Regions from separate parts of the Rattus norvegicus genome. Here region 1 is linked to region 2. A link is a contact called in public Hi-C data. All regions are on one chromosome and are shown on one strand. The core of a region is the stretch at or near the end of the contact, and the rest is flanking DNA. Distances in the headings are between cores, read along the strand shown.

The links. A called contact is a pair of places that touch in the nucleus more often than the background predicts.
Region 1: a contact with region 2 is called in a Hi-C map of liver, with 5 times the contacts expected there. The contact joins the enhancer-like site here to the promoter of Ostc in region 2. A contact is called at or near these places in 7 of 12 Hi-C or Micro-C datasets (the A7r5 cell line, the Rat2 cell line, Schwann cells and 4 more) and 1 of 1 datasets of contacts at active chromatin or transcription factors (oligodendrocytes).

Annotation. Positions count from the first base shown.
Region 1 is chr2:222,465,539-222,472,077 of GRCr8, forward strand. It overlaps Hadh (hydroxyacyl-CoA dehydrogenase), which reads right to left. Exons shown (of 8, transcript NM_057186.2): 5 at 5,955-6,044; 6 at 4,322-4,394. Among named protein-coding and RNA genes, the nearest start is that of Hadh, 36 kb to the right of the region's middle. Within about 2 kb of position 2,548, at least 1 of the 93 cell types and tissues checked has an H3K27ac peak or open chromatin away from gene starts, as enhancers often do. A contact at or near this core is called in liver, where this site is marked.
Region 2 is chr2:221,938,570-221,944,477 of GRCr8, forward strand. Ostc (oligosaccharyltransferase complex non-catalytic subunit) reads right to left here and starts at 1,684. Exons shown (of 4, transcript NM_001108566.1): 1 at 1,502-1,684. The coding sequence starts at 1,640.

The DNA of each region.
Region 1 (6,539 bases), core at 1,298-3,797, 530 kb after region 2:
AGGTACACAGTAGGACAGGCAGGGCTCTGACTCCACAGCTCGCACATGCGTTGTTCAGGATGTGGAGACACGTGGTGCTAAAGCTGCCTCCAGATGCCAGACGTTAACACCCTTGACAGGCTCCTGCCCCAGGACTGCTTCCTACATGCCACGGCCTGGGCTTAGAACAGTAAGCCTTCTACATCTTCAGGCCTTAGCCTCTTCCTTCCTCTAGGCTTCCTCTAGGTTCAGATGGCTCCAATCAGAACCTCTCCCCCACCCTCTTACTTACACCCTGCAGTCCGCGGAACAGTAGCGGCGAGGCCTGGGAACCAGGACACTCATCATCCCTGTGTGTCTCCACAGTTGTCAGAGCCTTACTGCCAGCTCATATTTAAACAGGCAGTGTCCTCTCAAAAGAATGTACATGCCCCGGGGACAGAAATCTAACAGCCTCTAACTTGACTTAAAACCATTTAATCAAAACCATAGTCAAAGGCAAAGGCAAGATTATAATTCCCAATTCAGACCCTCACTTGAGGGTTATTACTGGGTTTCCAAAATTACTGATCAGTACAAAGTATTTTTTTAAAAACAGTACTCGGGGGGTTGGGGATTTAGCTCAGTGGTAGAGCGCTTGCCTAGCAAGCGCAAGGCCCTGGGTTCGGTCCCCAGCTCCGAAAAACAAGAAAGAAAGAAAAAAGAAAAAAGAAAAGAAAAACAGTACTCATATACAAAGTCAGCACAGTTCTAAATCATAGTAAATAGGCAAAAAGAAAAAGACAGAAAAGCAACATATACAAGATGCCGGCCAAGAGAGATGCTCCTTAGTGCCCAGGAGTCTGAGAACCTGGTGGCCCCTGTTCCTCCATTAAAAAAAAAAAAGGCCACACAAAGCTCTGCTTCACTCTCTCTAGCTCCCCTGAGTATGTGGCCCTTAACTTTACTGAGGACGATGAGGCAAAGCTTCCTCAGGGGCTAGAGCCTGAGACCAGGGACCTGCCTCCATGATTGTCTCCTTTTTCTGGCTCTCTGGCGCCACCTGCCGGCAAGTCCCAACATTACAATCAGAAGCCCCAGCTCCAAGGACCAGCAAGGAGGAGGCCTGCCAGAAACTCCTTGCTTGACAGATGGCTGAAGCCCCACTCTGGAGTGATCCGTTGGGGACATGAAGATGAGGACTCTGACCATGCCCCAGGAAAGAAGACATCTGGGAAGTCAGATGTGTCGTGCCATAGAGAAGGGAAGCAAACAGCCCTAGGGAGAGCTACCAGAGAGAGCAATGACAGATTATGCCCAGTTTAGGCCTCAGGGACAGCAAGTAGGGCTATGGAATGATGTCTGCGGAGGCGATGGCAGAGCCTGAGGGTGAGGTGGAAGAGTTCCCAGCCATTGCTTGTATACAAGCTCCCGGAGACCTGCTGTATTTCTCTGCAGCCAGGGCAAGGCAGTGAGATTGGCGGTGGGTGCTCTGTATGCACCTAGGACACCCTACAGTGGCTAGAAGGTAAGTCCATGACATCCCAGGCTACAGCACAGCCTTCCCAAGAGCTAACCGCACGCCCTTGCTATGCTTCCAGAGCTGAGTGAGCACATAACAAGGACAGCATCTTCCCAAGCCTACAGCACTCTGCCCTCAGAGCTGGGACTTCACCGTACCTGCCAGGCCTTCACTAGTCTGGGGACAGCACACAGCTGGGAAAGGCATTGTGAAGGCCTACCGCAGGAGGCTGTCAGAGGTCAGAAATACAGTGACCCTCCATGACTCTTTCTACACAGGGTGTGTGCGAGAGGTGTAGTGGGCACCCAGGGTACATTGGCAGCTGCTCAGCTCTCTGAACCCTTGCCTAAACAGACTCCCAGACATCCTTACAGGCCCTACCATCAAAACAGCATTTACCAACCAGCAGGGACAGACAGACAGACAGACAGACAGACAGACACACACACACACACACACACACACACACACAGTGCATCAATAGCGTGGGACAGAAAAATTCTCCCCGAAGGAACTAGGACACAAAGCCAGAGCGCCAGCAGAAGCCAGGCCCCAGCAGAGAACAAGGACAGAAACCAGGAGCAGTGTCTCCTCCACTTTCTGGGCAATGTACGCTTTCTCAGCAAGCATCACGTAGGAGGAAGACTTGAGAAAGTATAAGGTAACTAGGGTTTCGGTGTGGCAGAGCCTCAGTGTGGTGGCCTGGAAGGAGGAGGCAGGGCTGGGAGAGAAGAGGAGCACCATTGACAGGGAGGCTCAAAGGTGACAGCTGGCAACCAACAGTGAGTGCATCTAAAGGCTTCAGTGGAAATGCAGAGCCCAGAGTGGGCTCCCGTCTAAGCACTCCTCAGAGGCGGCCAACTGAATACCAAGGGGCAAAGAGTTCAGACCACAGTTAAGATGCTGCTAACATACCTGCATGACACTTAGCAACCCCAGGACAGACAGACGTTCTGACACAGGATCCAGAAAGCTAAAACGAGAAAGGCCACAGGGCCAGCAGTGACAGGCCACCCAGCGAAACAGCAAGAGCAAACTGAAAGCATGCCCTGAGCCAGGTCCTGCCTTCTCTGAGGCAACACAGAAAGTGTGTAGTAATCCCGAGGGGCAATGGGCATGAAGAAAATGGCTTTCAACTTCCCACCAGATGCTTGGCACACAGGAGCGGTATCAAAGGACAAGGTGTTTCAGAGAGAAAACCGCCATGGAGTTTGCTACATTCTGAAACATTACATTTACGGGAGGGGGGAGGAGGGGTGAAGGGGTGGGAGGGAGGAGGGAGGGAGAGAACCCAAATGGTTTTCAAGGTAGGCCGACAAACCACAGACTTTCTCTGAGGTGTAATCAGGCGCGTTTGTTGAAGATAAACAGAGAAGTGTTGGTTCGATCTTGGAGTAAACGAAGGCAACTGCTTCCGTAAAGCACAGAGGCCAGTTTAATATTAAAAGCCAGTTTGGATGAGGCAAACGTGCTTTCTTCTACTGGGAAGAAGCAGTGTAAATGCTCTGTTTGGAAAGTGGCATCCTTGAGAGTTTGTACGCGAAGCCTCTCACATCAACAGCAGCAATTGCATTTGCCCGGTCCCTGCAACATATTTGCCTTCAGAGTAGACACCACACTCTCCCCTCAGAAACAGGCAGGGAGAGCACACATCTGTCCTCACTGTGGACCACATCCTGAGGCTTCTGCTTCTACAGCAGGCAGAGTCATTCTTTGTCAACCTTAGAAGGGGACACTGTAGGGTCAGGCAGAGGCTCAACAGGTAAGAGCATGTACTATGCAAGCCTGGAGACCTCAAAACACGCATAAAGGTGGGCGAGAACTGACCCATGAAGCTGTCTTCTCATCATGACATGATATGCAGGTGTGTACATATGAACATGTACACATACACATGCACACACATACATACACACATTGCACATGCACGCACATACACACATACACACACATGCACATACACAACACCATGCACCCACACAACACCACTCACACACAAATGCACATGTACACATACACACACATATGTGCACATGCACACACATGCCCCCGTACATATACACATGCATGCACACATGCACATGCACACACAGGCACGTATATACACATACACACACAAATACTTTTTTTTAAGAGAAGGAGCACATTTCAGATCATGAGGTATAAAACAGTGCATCCTAATTTTTTTCTATCGGGACAACGCCTTTACAGTATTAGCCTCGCCATTCATCCATTCATTTCCCATCTCCTGGTTATTTTTTCCATTACTATCTATTTTGAAAGCAGTAAATTCTTACTATTTGGTGTGTGTGTGTGTGTGTGTGTGTGTGTGTGTGTGTGTGTGTTTTGTGTGTGTGTGTGTAATGTATCATGCATGTGTGTGTGCATAAGCTGAGAAGAGGATTTCAGGTCCCTCGGGGCTGGAGTCACAGGTAGGTATGAGCTGCCTAATATGAATGCAGGGATCTGGGAAGCAATCTTGGGCCCTGCGGAAGACACTCTCAGCAGTGGGTCACCTCCTCATCAATCCCCATTCCCACCCACAACGTCACCCCTACCCCTCCACATACACACAGTAAACTTTCAACGAAAAGCAGAGGGTCGGGGTGGAGATCTGCTCCATTGACGAAGTTACTGCAGCCTGGACTACCACAGAGTCTCATAGGGACCCTGGGACCCTGGGGACCCGGTGACAAAGGTCCTAAGTCCAGGGCCAAGCTGAGCTTAGTCCTGCAGAGCTAGAAGGCTGAACCCTCTTCCCGGGCTCTGTACAACCCACCCATCCCCCTGCGCGTGCACAGCCCGAGAGCTGCAGGCCCTTGTCTGGCCTAGGACAGGTACCTCGCTCATGCAGCCGGATAGCTTCTATGAGGTATGGCACCAAGAGACGGTTCACGATAAATCCAGGAGTGTCCTGATGGAGGGGAGAGAAAAAGACAAGTGACTTCGTTAAGCTTGACCTTTTGTTCCCTATGGGCCACTTCCTCTCACCCTGGATTCCACTGCCAGACTTCTCTCATCCACATGTTTGCAATGTGCTGTGAAGTTCCTTCCTCTGTCTTGTAAGGCATCCTTCACTTTCCTGCCCTCCACTTCCCTTTCAGGAGTCGGCCCAGTCTTAGGCCCCCATCCAAGCAGCAGCACTGCCCAGGTTCCCCCGAGCCACCCCTGGGATATCTCAGTGTATCTCAGAGCTAACCCAACTGCATGCAAAACAAACTGGCCACCATGGCAACAGGGTCCGAATGGCCCTTCACTTCAACACCCCTGCCGCTGTCTGTCTCCACGGGGCAGAGATGCCAGCCGTTCTAGCCTGACCTCACAGCCTTTCTGCTCTCACAGACACTGCACTGTCAGAGTTTGACAAATAAGTCACCGTCGTCTTCTTTATCCACACTATCTCACCGTCGTGGTTGATGTCCTGTGTTTGCTTTCTACAATACTCCTAAGTCTGAACTCAGTATTATACTGAATCTCCGAAACAAACAAAACCAACAAAACCAAGCAAAAACCAAAGTGTAGTTTTACTAGATCTCTGAATGAGCCATCTGGCACTACAAGGTCCTGTAGCTAAAGAGAGCTGACTCATGTGCTTGGTCCACTAGTCAGGAAGGTAGTCTTCTTTAAAACAATAACAACAACAACAATAACAGTAACAACAACAACAACAGCCACCCGCCTAGTTTTGTTCTGTTCTTTTACATCATCCGAATATTTTACTTTAGTCATAGCAGTGGGGTTTTACCCCTGTGCTCTCCTACCGACTGTCTATTAAGGTAGAAAATAGTAATCGTATTTCAAAGCACATCAACGTAAGAAGGTAGTGGCTGGGGTGGGGGTGGGGGGTGGAAGTGCACAAAGTTGGGGCTTTCCTGGACCTGTTCTTTTATCAGAGCAGCAGGTAGCAACTTTAGGGCCAAGATGGTCTCCTCAGAGAATGGAAGAACCTCTGTGTGTGAGATCCTGAGGCCTTCTGGGAGCCTGTCTGACTGAGTGCTTCAAGCTTTTGAGGAGGGATTTCCAGATAATATGTGCAGACACAAAGAACACGGATCAGAAATGCTTCTGTGTCAGACAGTAGATATAGCTATAAGCTGTGTCACAATGTCCCTGTTAGGGACAGAGGGCATCTGTACCAGTGACAGGAGAAAGCTCAATTCACAGCCATCCTAGGGCTGTCCAGCATGTTGCATGTTTCAGATATAGGAAGGAGATCTACAGTGTTTCCAAATGTTTGCCCCAGGGCATGCCCAACTCTGTAGTTTATTACTTGAAGATACACAGTAGCATTACCGTTGATGTATTTATTAGAGGACACTTTTCTCTAGAGCTCAATGGATGCTGGCATCCTGCCCCGGAAGCTTTTGAGTTGCAAGACAAGTAACACTTCACCCGCCCCACCTTCACAGTTACCCTGCCTCAGGTATTTTACTATAGTAACGGAAAACAGACATAAACATTACCCATGCTTTACCTTGCAGGAAACAGGATGCTTCCCTAAGGTTTTACAAAAGTCAACCAGAGATTCAAATGTCTTCTGGCTGGTCATCGGTGTTTTAATGACCTGGAAATGCAAAGCAGGAGACCATGACTGGAGGGGACAGAGAAGCAGTAGAATGCTTTAAGGACACCGAATCTAAGGCTCTACACAAAAACTGCCTTTAGTTTTACCTCAGTAGGAGTCTCAAGCCAGCAGCAAAGTATTAACCCAAGAGTCCATGCAAAACCCCGGAGTCTGCAGATTACACAAACCCAGTGTTAAAACTCAAGTACGTATTGCTGGGCGGGGGTTAAGGAGTCTTCCAGATGTGTCAGTGCGCCAGGTGTCTTAGAGTCAAATCCCAGCTGAACCACTCACTGCCCTTCTTGGCTTGGGACACTGGGCGTGTTTCTTGAAATTGAAGTGACATTAAAACCACTCTGTCTACATCACGGAGCCGAGTAAAGACAGACTGGGGGTTGGGGGGGCTGCAGAGATGGCTCAATGGTTAAGGGCACTGACTGCTCTTCCAGAGGTCCTGAGTTCAAATCCCAGCAACCACATGGTGGCTCACAACCA
Region 2 (5,908 bases), core at 434-2,933:
GCCCAACAAGGCCATCCTCTGCTACATATGCAGCTGGAGTCATGGGTCAGTCCATGTATAGTCTTTGGGTAGTGGTTTAGTTCCTGGGAGCTCTAGTTGGTTGGCATTGTTGTTCTTATGGGGTTGCAAGCCCCTTCAGCTCTTTCAATCCTTTATCTAATTCCTCCAACAGGGTTCCCCCGTTCTCAGTTCAGTGGTTTGCTGCTACCATTCGCCTCTGTATTTGACATGCTCTGGCTGTGTCTCTCAGGAGACATCTATATCCGGTTCCTGTCAGCATGCACTTCTTAGCTTCATCAATCTTATCTAGTTTTGGTGGCTGTATATCCATAGACTGTGTACCTATGTGGGACAGGCTCTGAATGGCCGTTCCTTCAGTCTCTGCTCTAAATTCCGCCAACCCCATTTTAAAAACACCAAAATTGTGGCCCAATGCAAAGCTGGGGCTTCTCGAAAAAACTGTCTCCAAAGGAAGCAAAAGTCAAGAAACAGGCCGGTAGGAATGAACATTAAGTTTCTAAAGCCAAGTGCATTAAGTTCCATATTCACTGCTTAATGTGCTGAGCAAAAGTTAATGCTAACGCCACAACAGGTAATGTCTTTTTTTCTTAAACCACAACAAATGCTTAAAGTGGCATTTAGCATTTCCGTTAATGTAAGCTACATAGAATGTCAACTCTACAGTTAAACACCGTCTTCTACCGCTTCGAATATGCCAAGTAGTCTAAGAAAACATTTAAGCAATAGCAATGTCTACACACACTCCCTAAAAAAGTTGAACTACTCTTGCTAACCTAAGATCTTTCTAATTTTCTGAATTAAGTACACTACTTCCTAAATTCCAAAAGCACAATCCTTAAGAAATCCTGGAACTGGCGTTCCAAAGGGTGCTCTCTAAAGACCGACTGCCAACTCACCAATAGACAAGGCCACACCCCTTTGCATTTTCCACATAAGGGATTCGGTGACAGATATCCGAAAAGCGCTGCTTTCCTTGTATTTTCTGAGTCCCATCTTCTCCCCCGCCCCTCCCCAAAACACCAACTTTTTGCAATCCTTAATTCCAGTCTCACGTATTTCTCAAACACCGTGGTTTCGGTAAGTTCCTTTCTAATTCCTGTGATTTGACATAAAGCAACCCAAGCCCCTGGAGTCTGAGCTAACAGACTCAATGGTTGTCAAATCTCTTCCAAGATTCCAGGGACCACAAGACTAGTTTAAGAGTTCCACACCCTCTCGACCAACCACAGAAATACAGTGATTCGAAAATGGTATTCCCAAGACCCCGGTCAAACAATGTATAGCAAGTAATAAGAATTAGCTGGGCTTGACAAGTATATTCAACTCGGCTCACGAAGGAGAGGGCGGGCAAAGAGGAGACCATTTCTCTCCAGGGAAAGGCGTGAACCGAGCTCCGCTCTGCCCGCAGACGGGCTCAGCGGCCACGCGCCTCCGGAGCGAGCAGCCTGCGCGCCCACCGGACCCATCACGGCCGAGTTACCTCCGGTAATAAGAAAGTAAGATACCACCACCAGGGCGTACACCGTCATAGCCGACGGCATGTGCACCCAGGGCGGTTTCTTCAGCTTCAAGTTGGGGCATTCGAGCACTAAAAACGGGACTCGGTACAGAGTCTCCATGTCCCCAGCCGTAGGACCAGCCTTCTGGCCTCCAGCCTCCCGCGCCGCCCGGAAACACGCCCGCCTTCCCTAGCTATTGCGCATGCGTGAGCCGAGGACCACAGGTCCGTAGAAGTCAGAAGTAGACAAGCTATCCACTGTAGAAGGACAGAAAGAAAATACATTAACCTGTTAGTGGATATATTTTTAAACTATATAATAATGAGCATTCTTAAGATTGAGTGTGGATTAGAACTTTTTTCTTGCTGAGAGATAATTGTATATTATGTATCTTCCAGGACCTGCAAGGCGTCCTACGTGGCCAAGCCAGAGAAGCGGAGAGATTTGCATCCTCACTGCCCCGCCCACTTGCTGACGCAACGCACTTGGGGCTGATTGGCTGCTGGAAATTCTTAAGTTCACAGGGCTGAAGGATGAATGAAAGTTATGTGCTCCTTTTTAATATTGGAGGTTTTCCCTCGGGTCTTGAAAAGGCTCTAATTCGCTGAACTTTTTCTGCATGCTGTATAGCGATGCTAATGGTCAATAATTGCCAAAGTAATATAATCTCCATTAAAAAAAAATGTCCATAACAGAACGAAATATTTATTACTCTGAACCATTTGTAGTTCTCTCAGCTTTGCCTCTTCCCAATCACCCGTGTTGGAAAAAAAAAATTACTCAGGCCAAAAATCTTGAAGTCACTCTGGTTTCTCAGCTTGATTACCTGCTTAGTAGGGTGATGGCTTCGGTAGCATAAATACTAAAATTGGAAAGGAAATCGCCTGACTACTTCATGTGTCCTCCTGTCAAGGTATCAAATGTAAATACAAAAGGACTTTACTGGCTAGAGGCAGTAATCCTGATCAATCAAGGAAATAATGGGTTACTATTATAAAAATAGCAAGCACAGAAAAATGTATTTAGAATACAGAAGCCCCCCTGCAGTGCCTCTTATTCCCATATCCTATAATAAAAAGCTTAAGAAACATGACAAGCCGATAGAGGTAGAAATGTTAGTGGCTTAGGCTATTTGGATTTTAAAATTTGGGCCACAGCAGGAGTCAGAAAACGAAAAGCATCTGCTATCAGTTTTGCTATGAGCAACAGGAATATGAAGTACAGACTGTTGGACTGGCAGATACATACACACACACACACACACACACACACACACACACACACACACATGATCATCACCATAGTTAGAACCATTCTTCCTTACTTTAATGCAAATATTTTATGCAGTAGTTTTATTTTTCTGTCTCCTACTCCTCCACAAGATGTAAAATAAAATTTCCTATTAACATTTAGCCTTTCATTACTTCTTAGATAACAAAGAAGGAAAGGGAATGGTTATTACCGAATAATGGACAAAAGGAGTTTGTTTCCTCTTTGCACGGAGAAAGTGCATTTGAGTTTTATAAAGGTGAGATTGTGTTTCAAGGCAAAGTCGAGGCAGCTGTAAAAATTAAGTGTTGTTCAAAAGCATACGTATGGATGTCAAGCCAAGCTGTGTCGTGCCATACCTGTATTTCATTAACTCTCGAAGCTGGAATGACACTGCCTGATCCTTTTCTCTGCTTAGTTATTTCTGTTTTTCTTTCTCTTTTTTAGAAGGGGCCAGGACCGAACCTACTGCTTCAATATGTTGGGCTGAGTTAAAACGCCAGCCTCTGAAAAGTTCTCAATTAGGAGAGACATCATTAGTTTTAAGAGACATTATTTTTTTAAACTAAGATCTCTATATCTAAAACTTTAAAATACCAAATTGACAATGGGTGGATTAGATAAATATATGGCGAAGTATCCATACAGTGAAATACTGGAGAACTGTGCATGTGACGTCAGAGAAGTTTGCTTTTCCTGAAATGGGTAGATGTTCACAGCAGGTTAGAAATGAAGACAAGCCAGAATTTCAAAAAAAAAAAAAAAGAGGTATGTGAAGAATTGACTCACTCATTGTATGAGGCACCGTGTATTGAAGAAAGTCTAAAGGAACATAAAAACAAACGTGTGTGTTTGTGTGTTTGTGTGTGTGTGTGTGTGTGTGTGTGTGATGAAATTATAAATTATGCCTTTTCCAAAAATACAAGTATTAACCAATTATATTCAAACAACATCTGTATGTAACATGTATGTTAATTTATGTTTAAAAGGCTTAAAGAGTTCCCAGTTAGAAGATGCCAGTTACTTCCTGGTTTTAATACCAGCACATCTACCAGAGAATCCAATGCTCCCTAGGGACTAGCCGGATTATAGTACAGTACAGGTCTGCTTGGATCCAAGTGACGGTGGATATTTGTTATGACCAGAAACTCGGTGTCAGAAGTTCAGGGACAATGTCTGCTCTATTACTGAGTTTTCAGAACTTTTCACCAGCTGGCATAGTAGGACCCATTAGCTCTGTGTTGGCAGGAACAGTGAGTCTCTTCTGTTGCTTCAAACCCTTCAGTGTGTCACCCAACCATTGTGCTTCCTCCATGAATCTTTGGTTTATTTCCTGCTCTATGTCTCCAACATCACTAGTCCAAAGATGTCGTCTCCTGCCTGTGGGTCACTCTATACTTTTTCCAAGGTGCTATTTCTAAGAAACAGAGCAGATTTTATAATATCCACTGAGATACCGTCCTTACTGATAGCTACAGAGAAGTAAGGAAGTGAGCTGGGCAGGAGCGTTAGATAGCCTTGTTGTCTCCGCGCTCTCTCTCTTTTCTGTCTTGCACCTTCGCTTCTTACTCCATACTTGCTTTGTGGAAATTGTGCACGTGCTCTGAAGACATCGATCTGATCTCGCACACTTTCCTCCCTCTCCCAGCGGAGCTTACGGTCACTGGGCTTCAGGCGGGTGTTGGTATTGTACAGCGTTCATTCCTCCATCCTTTCCCCAAACATCGATGCGGTAAGTAGCGGGGATGAGCTCTCTCTTCTGTGCTGCTGCTGGCTCCAAGGTAACCAGCGCATGACTCTCGCCCTCCACAAAGCTTAGCAGCCAGGTGCAGACCCATAGGCCTATGCTTGGCACGCGGGAGGCTCAAGCAGGAGCGTCATCAGACTGCAGTAGCTGTCACGTGAGCACTGGAGGACCCTTATGGAGTTGATGCATCTGGGTGTGATATGCTAGTAAGGATCTGGGCTTTTGGGTTGGTTGGTTGTTTTTGTTTATTGTGGTATTATGGTATTACTACTACTACTATTATTATTATTATTATTATTATTATTATTATTATTATTATTATTGGTTTTTTGTTTGGTTGGTCTTTTTTTTTTTTCTTGAGACAGTGTTTCTCTGTGCAGCTCTGGCTGTCTTCTTAGTAGACCAGGCTGGCCTCCCACTCAAGAATCTTCCGGTCTCCTCCTCTAATGCAGGGATTAAAGGCTTGTACCACCACACTAGGCTTCCCGTCTTTTGCTTTTTTGCTTTGCTTTGGTTTTTGGTTTTTGGAAGGCTCGTTTGTTTTTGTTTATTGGTTTGGGGGGGGGGTGTTTGTTTTGTTTTGTTTTTGGAAAGGTCACAGACCTCCATATAAAGCCAATTAAAAAAAAAAACCTATAAATTCTCTTCCCAGAAAAAAGAAATGCCCTCACATATCGACCCCATGTAGAATAAAATTATAGGAAGTTCACAGAGCAAAGTTAAAAGAGAAGGGAGAGCACTGCAATGCCTAGGGACTTACCCACATGGTGAGGAGGGTACTACAAAGTAAATACGAAAGATCAAAGGTGGGGATGGGGCAGACACAGAAGTAGCAGGGGAGTTCTCACACATCAGAGGCAGTAAAACGGAAAGAAAGCACCTCATCTGACAAACGCAGGCTGGTCTTTAGTGACCTACATGTCCAGTACCAGGTATTATAATCACCCGAAAACAGATCTGAATCCTTACTAGGCATCCTGTGCTCGTAATTATTTTGGTAATTTAATTCATTCATTTCAGCAGGACATGGGCAGAAACCAAAGTACAGAAGGGAAAAAAGTAGAACTTCAAAAAAATAATATTAATAGTGAGCCAGTGGCTCAAGCCTTTAATCCCAGCACTTAAAAGGCAAGGACAGGCAGATCCCTGAGTTCGAGGCCAGCCTGGTCTACAGAGCAAGTTCTAGGACAGGCAGAGCTACATGGAGAGAAACTCTACCCAGAAAAAGAAAACAATAAAATGAGCATAAGATGGGTGTGGATGGCACACACCTGAAATCCCAGCAACTGTAAGGCTAAAACGTGCCATTACAAGTTCAAAGCCAACAACAGCTGAAAAATAAGATCCTGTCTCAAAACCAAACAAAAATATA